Regions from separate parts of the Hordeum vulgare genome. Here regions 2 and 3 are each linked to region 1. A link is a contact called in public Hi-C data. All regions are on one chromosome and are shown on one strand. The core of a region is the stretch at or near the end of the contact, and the rest is flanking DNA. Distances in the headings are between cores, read along the strand shown. Region 1 holds the start of LOC123437999 (carotene epsilon-monooxygenase, chloroplastic). Region 2 holds the start of LOC123438072 (RING-H2 finger protein ATL39-like). Region 3 holds the start of LOC123411345 (cyclin-dependent protein kinase inhibitor SMR1-like).

Evidence for each region. Hi-C and Micro-C count contacts between places; a contact is called where the count stands out from the background.
Region 2: a Hi-C map of leaf shows a contact between it and region 1, with 5 times the contacts expected there. The contact joins the promoter of LOC123438072 here to the promoter of LOC123437999 in region 1. A contact is called at or near these places in 3 of 6 Hi-C or Micro-C datasets (leaf and seedling).
Region 3: a contact with region 1 is called in a Hi-C map of leaf, with 4 times the contacts expected there. The contact joins the promoter of LOC123411345 here to the promoter of LOC123437999 in region 1. A contact is called at or near these places in 3 of 6 Hi-C or Micro-C datasets (leaf and seedling).

The regions. Positions count from the first base shown.
Region 1 is chr1H:370,850,411-370,854,645 of MorexV3_pseudomolecules_assembly, forward strand. It overlaps LOC123437999 (carotene epsilon-monooxygenase, chloroplastic), which reads left to right and starts at 1,996. Exons shown (of 12, transcript XR_006629190.1): 1 at 1,996-2,542.
Region 2 is chr1H:371,341,740-371,345,974 of MorexV3_pseudomolecules_assembly, forward strand. It overlaps LOC123438072 (RING-H2 finger protein ATL39-like), which reads left to right and starts at 1,985. Exons shown (of 2, transcript XM_045115753.1): 1 at 1,985-2,993. The coding sequence starts at 2,320. The coding sequence ends at 2,946.
Region 3 is chr1H:370,439,526-370,443,760 of MorexV3_pseudomolecules_assembly, forward strand. It overlaps LOC123411345 (cyclin-dependent protein kinase inhibitor SMR1-like), which reads right to left and starts at 2,088. Exons shown (of 1, transcript XM_045104279.1): 1 at 935-2,088. The coding sequence starts at 1,825. The coding sequence ends at 1,412.

The sequences.
Region 1 (4,235 bases), core at 746-3,245:
AATAGACAATTACCATGAACTAGGAAATATAATAATAACCACTTTACTATTGTCTCTAGGGAATATTTCCAACATGTGCTTCTCGCGGTGCCTCTTGCGGAAGCAAATCCGTACCTCTCATAGAAACAAAACAATGTCTCTCGAGAAAGGAAAAAAACACAAAGCACATTTTTTGGGCATCGATAACCACCACACGTGTGCTGGGAATAACACCTGGCCACACGCCCTATGGTCACACATTGGGTCATGTCACTACATACATGCACAAGTAATGAAACTGATGATGTGAGCAGAATTTTTTGTCTTTTTAGTTTTAAGAATGTTTTATCTTTTAAATAAAAAATCCGATTGAGAAATCGTTTTCACCATTAAATCTGCCGCGACGGGATCTTCGAAACTAGATCTTATATTTATATGTTACGATGACCTTTCTTGGTTAAAAATTATCATGTCTATTACACATAAATTGCCATCATGATTACACCCAAATTGTCACGATATATTTCAACTATTTTTCTTCCACGTTTAAGGTAATTTTTGACATGTTATAAAAAAGGGAATTAAGAAACTACATTTTTCATGATCCATGAAATAATTTTGACATGATTCACAAGTAAAAAAGAATTATGCCATTAATTACTTTAAAAATGCATGTCTAATGGCTCAAATTTGACATGAACCATAAACTAAAATTTTCATGATGAATTACTTAAATTTATCATGATACGTGCCTTAAAATGTGTTATGGTTCTTACAAAAAATATTTTCTATGTTTAAAATACTAGAATTGCCATGGTCAAAATACTAAAATTAGCATGATACATGAATGTAATTTGCCATGATGAATTACTAAAAGTTGCCATGATCCATTAACTAAATTTGTCGTGGTTAATTACTAAAATATTCCATGGCCAATTAATAAAAAATTATGTGAAAAGTACTTGAAATACAATGATAGCTTCAAATCTAGAAAAAACTGTTCCTCGCACCAATGAAAAAGGAAAACATGTTTTTTCATGCATTTTTTGTTTTGATTTTTTCCGACCAAAAGGTAAGAAAGACAGTTGAAAAAACAAAACACAAAAAAATGAAAAATCATTTAAAGGGCTAAAAATATGTGCGAAAAAAAATCTAGAGGAAACGTCCTAAACGTGAAATCGTGACGACGACTAAGAACGCGCACGTGACGACGACTGAGAACGCGCCAAGTGGTTGTGCGTGAAAGAAACCTTGAAAGGCTCCCGAAGAAATGCTAGATAGTTGCTCCCTAATTAGAGCATATCTAGCAGAACCAGTATAATGCCCCGACCCGTAAAATAACCGTCTAAATATGTGTCCGCACGAAAAAGTAGCAACGATCAGAACCCGCAAACGCGTTGGACCCATAAATATTTTTGGGAGGCGTGGTAAAAAGCTTCTCTCGATCTGAAAAACACAGTTTTCGCTTCGATTCTACGGTGCCATGTATCGAAAAAGTAGTTTTTGCATCTGATGATGCATTTTATCGAGGTTTCATTTTTTGTGCTGCATAATTTTTCTCATCACCATATGCATATGCATCACCCATTGGAGCAGCGTTATTATCCAAGGTAGTCTAAACCGCGGTTTTTAAAGCACTGTGGCATCATTTCTGGCACGTAAAAATCACTCATAAAATGCATCATCAAACCAACATAACATTTATTTGAAAGAAAAACTAACATAATACTCTAGCTTTACAGAAAACTACGCTAAGAATTAAGAATAGGATGTACTTCCTCCGTAAACTAATTATAAGAGTGCTTAAATAAATAAAATAATAATTTAAATGTTTTTATATTAGTTTACCGAGGAGTACTTATTTTTGAGAGGCTATAATATTTGAAGATGTGGAGCATGCTGCGTGGAATTTGACGGGCCGTTGGAGATGCTCTCACGGTCTCACTCTCACGCAGCGCTCTCCCTCAAAATAACAATAATAATAAAACCTCATCCTCTTCCTCTTCTCCCTTCTCTCTGTCACACACCCCCACTACTGCTCTCACCCAAACCCGACCCAAATTGACATAACTCCGCGGCGGCCGGCGCGATGCCCGCCGCGGCATTCGCCTCCGCGCTCGCGTCTCCTCCTCCTCCATGGGCCCCACGACCGTCCCCTCGGCACGCTAGCCTCCGCCTGCCCCCGCCAAGGAGCAGCGGCGGCGGAGGGGACAAGCCCACCACGTCGTGGGTCAGCCCCGACTGGCTCACGTCGCTGTCCCGCTCGGTGCTCGGCCGGGGAAACGACGACTCGGGGATCCCCGTCGCCTCCGCCAAGCTCGACGACGTGCAGGACCTCCTCGGGGGCGCGCTCTTCCTCCCGCTCTTCAAGTGGTTCCGCGAGGAAGGGCCCGTCTACCGCCTCGCCGCGGGGCCGCGCGACTTCGTCATCGTCAGCGACCCCGCCGTGGCCAAGCACGTCCTCCGCGGGTACGGCACGCGGTACGAGAAGGGGCTCGTCGCCGAGGTCTCCGAGTTCCTCTTTGGCTCTGGGTTCGCCATCGCCGAGGGAGCGCTCTGGACGGTGTGCTCTCTCTCTCTATCTCTCAAATGTTATTAGCGTCTCCTCTCCCACATCCCAAACTATCAGTTATCATTTTTTTTTTTGGTAGTGATACATGGCAACTGCCTACTATGCTTGTAAGCAGATGGCAACTCTCTCTCTTACCCGAATATGTTATTTTTGCCATGTCTTTTTTGTAGTGTTTTTGTGGCAATTGCCTAGTGTGCTTAGAAGCATATGGCAACTCCATGATATTATTTTTGCCTTGTCTTTCAAGTGTTATATGGCAACTGTCTAGTGTTAGTAGGTGACAACTCTTAAAGTTTTTCAAATCATGGCAACTGTAGTAGACCAGGCCATACATGGCAACAGCTACAGTTGTCCATAAATGACAACTGCACTTGACCTGAGATGGCAACTGCAGTTTGTTCAGACATGGCGATTGCAGCTGGACAATCATGACAACTGCAGTTCAGCAACCATGGCAACTGTTGACAGTCACGCGGGCGTGCGGGACCGTGGGGTAGGAGACCGGGCTTGTGGGCGTTACCTATTTTGCCCACTCGTAGGCGTCTAGGCGGGACCGCGAGACAGGAGGCTGGACGTGTGGGCATTATCTGTTTGGCCCACACGTAGGCGTGTGGGCTGGTTTTCTTAGATACCACACGAGACGTGTGGCAAGACCCCTTAATGCCCACACATGTGGGCGTTATCGCGACCCTATTTCATAAGGGAAATGATTCAAATCACCCGACTGATAACCACGTCTGCGTCTGCCGGCTTCGTGACCTTCAGATCAATTTTAATCAGATGGCTCGGAAGCAATGTATTAACTAGACTAATTTTCGCAACTGAGCCGTTGTTGCAATCCCCCCACCGCAACAAGTAATGTGTTGCGGGATCTGGATCTGGATCCTCTCGTGCTCTCCCGAGCTCCCCGTTAAGCTGACACCTCCATGTGCTGCTCCGACCGCCGCCACTGCTGCTCGCCGCCGGCAGCACACGGACGAGGCTGCCGACAAGCACGCCGGTGAGGTCGCCACTCCCCGTCTCCGTGTGTCCACTTGCGGCCAGTGGCCGTGGCCGCTCGAGCGCGCATGCCGGATCTCCGCTCCAGCCGTCGTTGCCGATCCATGCCGCTCCTGCCCCATGTTGCATCACCTCCACCACCACCATCAATCCATCATTGCATACGCAACTCCCCTTCTCCCTTCCCCAACAAGACCGAGCTTCTGCTCGAGGCCATGACCGCAAGGAATGCAACACATTGGCTTTCTGTAACAAGACATCTGTTGCAATAAAAAACTGCAACAAGAGATCTATTTAAAAAAAATCTCAAAAATATTCTGCAACAAGACCTAGGTTGCAAAAAAATCTGCAAGAAAACATTTGTTACAAATATTTCTGCAACAAGACATGTGTTGCAAAAAGGTTCTCGCAACACGTCTTCTGTTGCAAAAAGGCAATAACGCCTGACCCGGAGATAGGGTCAGATCAGACAGCTCGTAGACCGGCGGATCTTTTAAAAAGATGCGCCGGCCGACGCGTAGCACAGCCCATTTTATAATGGATCAAATGGTTTTGGCTTGGTATTGTAGTTGTAACAGTTTTTTCTAGTATAAACTTGGCCAACCTTACACAAGTTTGACTTAAGACAACAGTTATACACCTTACTTGCTGATATACTATCTGGTACATGGTGTCGGTGTAGCTC
Region 2 (4,235 bases), core at 735-3,234, 490 kb after region 1:
CCACGGCTGGAGGCGAGCTGGACTAGGCAGGCCGCCCGGGCCGGCTCGCGGCATCCGGAGCGGTCAGTACCCCTCAAATCCAACCATACCAAGTACACATACAAGACATCCTCTATGTCGTGGGGGTGTGGCTATATAGCCGCCGGTTTCGCTGACTGTAACGACCCACATCATGGTAGCCCGACTCTTTAGAAGCGTCGTGCCACCCACTCCGTGTTGTCGTAGCCTACGGGCAGTACCAAGCAACCAACGAGCCCTACGACCAACAAGACCCCGCAGCTGATGGGCCCCACTGGAGGCCAGAGACGCTGGCAGTAGGGGCCCACCCCTCTTTATCAGACAAGTATAAGGCTTCCGAGGATTCCTCCTAAGGCGGGGACCGATCATTTATTCCAGCCACACACACTTAAGGGAGAAAGGAGAGCCTAGAGCCCTCTTCTTACTCCTCTGATACAACTCCAAGAGCAGCATTGTACACCATGAGTTCATCATTAAGATCCTTGCAGGAGTAGGGGTGTTACCTCCACATGAGGGCCCTGAACCTAGGTGCACCATTGTGTCCGTTTGTGCTTGTGCCTAGTCCCGCATCCGGACACCGTCGACGCTCATCGGTTCCTAACTACAGGAGATAAGCCACTCATGGCATCTGTCATGAAAATACCACGACAAGCATTAAGTTGTCCTTGTCTTAGCACTTGGGGAAGAACCCTATCTTGTTTCATCTCTCTTTGGATGATTTGGACCAATGATCTATCTATGTGTATCTTTATTTGCATCTATGTGTGTTGATTTTAGTGTTTCCATCTTGTTTCTTCTCTTGTTTATCGTGTTCTTCCTCAAATCCACCTCCAATTCGTGAAGATGAGGCCATCCTAGAGGCTTGCCCTCTATCACCTTGCCTCCTTTACCAACCAAAGTTTTCTCCCCCAAAGTCCAAGACCACCTCCAATCCTCTCCTTCACCACCATTATGGATCTCGCCGGTGATACTGTTTCTTCTCCCTTGTAGTATTCACCATGGGATGCATGCCCCTAACCGGTGGTGCTCAATTCGGTGGCCAATCCCTCCCCGTACCACCCCAAGTGACGTCGGGAAGAGGATACACCTCTCTCCATGACCAATGGCCTCTGCCGCAATGGCACAATAGTAGCCAATGAGCCAGGGTGGCGCCCTAGGAACATGCACCGCTCGCACTGTGAGCGGTCATCTAGTGATGATGTGAGCACGATGGCTAGTGATGCGGCGGTGATGCCGGAAGACCGTCGACTACTTGCAACTGATGCTACAAGGGCGACACTCTGTGGCGCTGCAAAGCCAACCCCGAGCTCTCAGAAGAGGTGATCATCAGACCTTTCAAGGTTCGTTGATAGTGTTGCGATGATTGCACGATGCTACAGGGGCGTTGCCAACATTGTAACATCGGTCGGGGCGACGATGACATATAGCTCGTGATACAGTGAGTAGGCCATATGATGATGCAGCGATGGGGGCGGATGTTGCAAGGTCACATTATATGTTGCAAGCTGATCGCCGCAACTGTCGCAAGGATGACGAGCGACGCTACAGGAGGGTCATTGGGAACAGGGTGCCACACATCAATGCCAGCTGCCGCGGACGGCCACACAGAGGTGCGGTGAGGCTGTTCACAAACTATTCCTACTTGTTGTGAGCTCAAGGCGCGGTTGTGCAAGGCACCCGTGGTGCTGCAATAGCATATTGAATATGGGGATTGTAACTGTGCCGAAGCGGAGATGGGTGGGAAGGATGATCTAGTCATGGTTTTCTAAAATGAAAGGATGTGGCTAGAGATGACCGACGGTTATACGTACGCGCATAAGCTTACTCATATGGATGCACACATGCATATCATATCTCTATAAACATCTTCAAAACATTGAGTTTGCATATCATCTTAAGATTCATGAAGTCGTCATAGACATCTTAGTAGTCGACGGGAATATACCTTTCTACTAAACGCACATTGTTAAAAAGACTACAATAAATTTAGTATAATAACATCCCAATATCAAGTCTGAGACTTGAATTCTTATGAATTTGAGATATCAGTGTCCCCTAATCATCCAACCAGAGATCACGTGATCAATGGTTTTGGACTTGACTGATTTCCTAAAAAAAAAAAGATTGGCCGACCCGCATAGCCCAAAACCTAGCATCTCACAATAAACTCGCGTTCAATTACACGGAAAAAATGGGCCACCTGTAAAGCTGTGCAGAACTCCCTCTCTCGGCCTGTGGCCTCCGGACAACCAGTCAACCAGGGACGAGAGCGCGTCGCGCGCACGAGCAGGCGCCGGAGACATGGCCACGGCGGCGCACGCGAGACGGCTGGCGCCCTCGCGCGACGACCCTTTGGCCGCCCCGACGTCGGGCAAGTCTCAGTTCGACCTCTCGTCGGGGGCGGCCACGGCCGTGGTGTTCCTCTCCATCGTGCTCTGCTTCATCCTGCTCTGCACCTACTGCCGCTGCGCTCGGCAGCGGGCCATGGCGGCCGCGCGCGGCGGCCGTGCCATGCGCCACGGCTTCCCGAGCGCCCTCCTCCGCCCAGCCGACGGCGCGGCGCTCCCCGTGGTGCGCTACGCCGACGCCGGCGCTTACGCTGGCGCCAAGAAGGGGCAGCAGCCCGAGGGGGACTGCCCCGTCTGCCTCGAGGCCTTCGGCGACGACGACGGCGTCAAGGTCGTCCCGGCGTGCGGCCACGTCTTCCACGCCCCCTGCATCGACCGGTGGCTCGACGTGCGCAACTCATGCCCCGTCTGCCGGTGCGTCGTGGTCTGCTACTACGCCGACCACGCAGGCCCGGATGCCGGCCACGACGGCGACGACCAGGAGATCGTCCTGGAGCGCGTGGTCGCCATGATCGAAGCGATAAGAGAAGAGGAGGCCGCGGCGAGGCGCGCGCCGGCGACCGCGAGGGCGGGCGGGTGATGACGCGTACGTGCCTGGGGTTGTACAGGCACAGCTAACCTTACTTGGTAAGTTTATGCTGTAGCTCTGGTGTGATAGTACATAGTACAGAGTGATAATAAATTCACGATTGTGCAAGTTCTTTGAAGAACACTGAGTTGTGTATAATCAAAGCTATAGATGCAATGTGATGATTTCTTTGTTCAATAAAAATGGCTAGGAATTAGGCACCTTGATTCTGTAAATTTGAGGAAAAGCGTTCCTAACTTTGCCGGTCTATTTCGCCGTGGTAGGCTCCGAAGAGGCAAAACTAATGCAAACATATAAGAAAAAAGGTATTATTAATCATGTTAGTTGATCTAAAAGAACATTAATTATGTTAGTATTTGTTAGGATATTTGTTAAATGTATAGTTGCTAATCATTTTGAGTATGTAAAAGCACCGACTACCTTAGTTGCAGACATTATAAACCAGCTACTAAGCTATATTATCAAGGCCATCATACAATCATACATGCATAGACAGCAAGCCAGAAATTGGGAAGAAGTCTCCTCCTTGTGTTGGCTAAAGGGAGCACAAATCATTGACCCCTTCCTCGCCTGACCCTGCATCTTCAGAATAAATAAATTTAAATGGGGCCAGGCCAACAAGGAGACGTTTTCTTTTTATATATTGCTTATATTATTGGATAGGTATTAGGTGGTTGCTTTCAAAATCCAATTGTAGCCTGCGCAAATTTGTCACTTGGGAAAATTACACCCCGCTAGATAGTGACATGTCAAATACCCAATTTGAGCTTTCGCTAATGAATAAATAAAAATAAAATAAACTGAGCTATCTATCTCATCCCGGTTCCTATCAGATACTCCCTCCGTTCCTAAATATAAGACCTTTTAAAGATTGTATTATAAACTACATACGGATGTACATAGACATATTTTAGAGTATAGATTCACTCATTTTGCTCCGTATGTAATCTTCTAGTGAAATACCTAAATGGTCTTATATTTTAGAACGGAGGGAATATGATTTTGTTTGTAGCATACTAGTTTGTAGTAGATATGATTTATGAAGCCTCGCAAGAGACCATATGGCTTAGTAATTACTCTCTCCATTTCGAAATATAAGATGTTTTTTTCCTGAATTGAATGCATATAGACGTGTTTTTGTGTCTGTTCATCCATTTCAATCTATATGTACTCCATATTAAAATGTCCAAAATGTCTTATTAATTCGGAACAAAGGTCACACTTCACTACAATATTATCTTTGGTAGTAGTATGATTATTTTGTCTAAAATACACGCAGC
Region 3 (4,235 bases), core at 838-3,337, 410 kb before region 1:
ACCTCCACTGTAGAAAAAGGGTCAGATTTTAATTTTTTTACAAACTCCGGACTTGTATCAACTTTCATCAAAACATGAAATTTTGTCCTTCCGGGCAAGGCAGAAGGATTTGAAGGGGACGTGATGATGATGGGGGTCTGGAAGGCTGCAACGGGCATCAGGAGATTTCCCTGGCCGTACGCCGTCTCCTCTCTCAGCTCCTGCGGCTCGACTATTCCAGGACAGAAACTGCCTGCGAACACTGAACATCCCCCAACACATTTATCAGCACCAGTGGGTGGCGGAATCATTCCGCCTCACGAGCTGCGCACGCCAAAAAGCTGCAGAAACTTGGGTAAAAGTCACGGCGGCATATCATTGCTAAGTTTGTACCACTGCTCTCGTTACCTTACATCTGCACGGATGATTCCTCCTCTCCTCTCCCCTGCATCTGCATAGACAGTGGGTGGATGGCCGGATTTTTATAGTAAGATGCAGTAGCCGTCGCTGCGTTATCCATCCACTGAACGGAAGGAGTTAAGAATCCATTAGGAACCAGCAAGGGTTGCAATCAATCGAAGGGAAACAGGACGCCACCAAGCGGCAAACGTAGGAGACAAGGACGGAAGGAGACAGCAACTCCCAGCGGCAGCATAGGGCCGGCCGCGCCGGCGTCCTAGGCGCCCCACGCCAACCATCGTGCAATGAAAGCCAGGATTATTCCATGAAAGAAAAACTGCTCAAAATCACTGACGAATCACAACATCTCTCGTGCCCTAGCTTGCCGTAAGTGTTGTAGCGACCCGCCAATAACAAATTCAAAGCTGCTCCTGCTTGGCCTTGTTCAGTTAATCCTCTTGCAAGAATTGGGGGATTTGGAATTTATCCCTCCTCGACCCCTCCAAACCGAACAAGGCTAAAAATTCGGAGGAAATACAGTAGTAGAACACAAGACTGAAGAATAAATAACTAGTGCTTGTATTGGGAACGAGAGTGCTTAGACTGATACATAGTAGTAGGCGGATACAGCAGCGATCGAGCTTCTCGTTACACATCTATACAGGCTGCACCCCATGGAAGGAAATTTTAACCTATTATTACACCATCGAAGGAAATTTGACCTATTACAAGTTTACCATTGCTCCACTGACCACAGTGCTACGGCGTATCAGGTACAGTAGTAAAAAGCAAGAAGTACTGCTTCTTCTACTACCACTACTACCACTACCTAGCTATGGCTATGGGTGCCACGAACTGAACTAATCGAGTAATACGTACTAACATAGGCAGCAGCTAGTAGTAGTAGCAGCAGCATAGAGCACGAGTACAGCAGTAAAAACGCGGTACTAGCAAATCTTACACCGGCTGGCTACCGCGACTAGCACCGGCAGGCCAAAACGGCTTGGCCTGGAGGCGAGCAGGAGGGCGGCGGCTAGCTCTTGCTGGGCCCCGGCGACGGCGAGGCGCTCGGCGGAGCCACCCTGCGGCGCTTGAGCTTGGCCTTCTTCTCGGGCGGCGGCGGCGGCGCGTGCGGGCGCCAGAAGAGGCGCTCCAGCTCCTCCAGCCGCAGGCTGAACACCTCCACCTCGAACAGCCGCTTCCGGCACGGCGCGGCCGGCGCCCGCGGCTTCCTCGGCGCCGGCGGGCACGTCGGGGCCGCCTGCTTCAGATCGCTCCCCGCGCCCGTCGGCGTCCGGCAGCACTGCTCCTCCCACGCGCCCGCCTGCTGGCCTACTCCCGCCGCTACCCCGCCCGCTGTTGCGGCGGCGTCTCTGTGCGGGGTCAGCGGCGAGCGGCACGGCGAGAAGGCCGGCGCCGGCTTGTAGAACTCGGGCGACGCCGACATGGCCGGTCTCGAATCTCGATGCCGGCCTGCGCGGCACCTACTCTTGTGCCTGTAGAGAGAGGAGGAAGAAGGAAGGGTGAAGATGAGAGGGAGCTTCTTGGGTTGGTGGCGGCGGCGCGTGCGGGGTAGTGGAGGGAACGAGGGAGCTCGGGGAGGAGGAGGAGGGGAAGGTTGCTTGGGGCACTGGCCTGCTGAATGGTGATGCGAGGTGGGTTTGGGTGGGGATATGCTCCGGTTTTGGGAGAAAGGGCCCGCCTTTGTAGCCGCACTTTTGTATTGGGCGCGTGTCCTTTTGTGCCCAGCACGGCTAACTTGATTTGCTTATTGCGTTTAGGTCCTTGTACTACTAGTACTGTTTCTCTTAGTTTAGTTTGTACACAAGTGGAGCCGTATTTTTGACCTAAATCCCGCTTCGGTTTTATCTCATCTTATCCTAAGCAATCCAAGCTGCTTTAACCGTCCAACGGAAGTGTTCACTCCCTCTTCCATAAGATACATAACGTCTTGCACAAAGAGACATACATATAGCTCTTGATCATAGTTTCGATTTTATGAATATAGAAAGATTCTCGGAAGCATTTTCAATTAGGTTAGTGGTTAATTTCTCGGAAGACATACATATAGTTTTTATCTTAATTCTCGGCGTAACATTAAACAACATTTTCGTGGATGAATTTCATGAATTGTGTTATCAATTCCAACAACAAGAAATGGGTAAATCTACTACATGTATCCTTTTCAACATGTTAATCCTTATCGAAATTGCGTTGGTCAAACTTCACACATTTGATTATCAACAAAAGAGTTGTCAACATGGACAACATCAAACTTTGCAATATTGAAATATATAACTATTTTAAATAGATGATCAGAGTTGACCGAGTAAATATTCCAAAGACAAACATTTCAAACAGAGAGGGAGTAGTATTGCATAGGAATAGCATGAAAAAATTAATCTAAGAATGAGCATCACACATTGTGCACTTGATGCTTTGCCAAATTACGACTTTGAATAAACTGCAACAGACACTTGTCTTGTCTTTGAACCTAGCACATGCCCGCCTCAAAATGGCATTGCCAATCTATGCCAAGCAGGAAGTACAAGTGGCGATAGCTGAGGCCGCCTTCCGTAAGCTCACCCTTTGGAGCAAGGTCAAGGATGGGCAAGAGGATTATAATTTGCACACTGTCTATGCCATTTTTTTGGGGGAGGGGCGGTCGCTCTCCAAACTTAGAAAGCTCATAAATGACACACTCCATACTTGTGTCACGTTAGTGGGTTAATGACAACTCTTTATCGTGCCAATGTTAGACTAACCAACTTCATACCATTTGAGGAAACATCAATGCCTAAGAAAATGAGTTGGGCGGTGCAAAAGATCCGTATATTAACGATGGCGAATAATTTCTAGTTAGGTAACGTTTCATTGCAACATGCACGTGATGATCAACAAGATATTCTCTATCAACTAGTATGTCATGAAAGTAAACAACAATTTGTTGTAGCTTTAATGTCACCATTCTTCGGAGTACCCTTCCATTCTTCCTTGATAACTGCCTCTCATTTGGACGACCATTGACGCGTCAGATACCGGCTAGTCCTAGGATCTAGAGGAGAAAAGGAACAAACAATTGCACAAACATAATATAACAATAATCATATTATGGACCCCATAGGTAGAATGTGCGTGAGCATTAATCACACATCACAATGGAATAACAAATAAGAGACAAGGTAGAAGGGTTTATTTAATGATGAATGATTACCCATCTTGTAATATTGCATGCTGCGATGGAATCTCGACTGTAAGTATATCTGAGGGAGATGGAGATGGTGACTCTTGCTAGGTGGTTACATTGGCAGAGCTCATGCATGATTGAGATAACTTGGTATGAAAACAAGGGGATGGATCTAGCGTCCTCCTTCTCCTTTATATAGCGTAGAACGCGTGCAATAGGATTACAGAGGCAAAGTGTCGCGAAGTGGACCTCTCTCTCATTAGATAAGTGCCTTTAATGAACTTCTAGGGACCATTTCCGGGTATTCGTTCAATACAACCATCGGTACGAGCGAATCCCACTTACACTAGAGGGTGTCTTGCTTTTTGAGACACCTATGGTGGTCTTCTTTATAAAAATTATGCTCCCTTTATGTATTGTTGTGTGACCGAGAAGTGGCGTCTAGAGGGGGAGGGGGTGAATAGACACTTAACAAGACATATGAGCAGTTTTTAACTTACTTGAGTTTTGGGAAGATTTTTGCACAAGTTAAGTTGCATCCAATAGTTCCTACACATCTATATCTAGAGATTGAGCAGCGGAAAGTAAATATCATGCAAGTCTAAGAAGATAAAGGATGGAGAGATAGGAAGATCGAACACAATAAAGATAGAGATTTTTTGGCATGGTT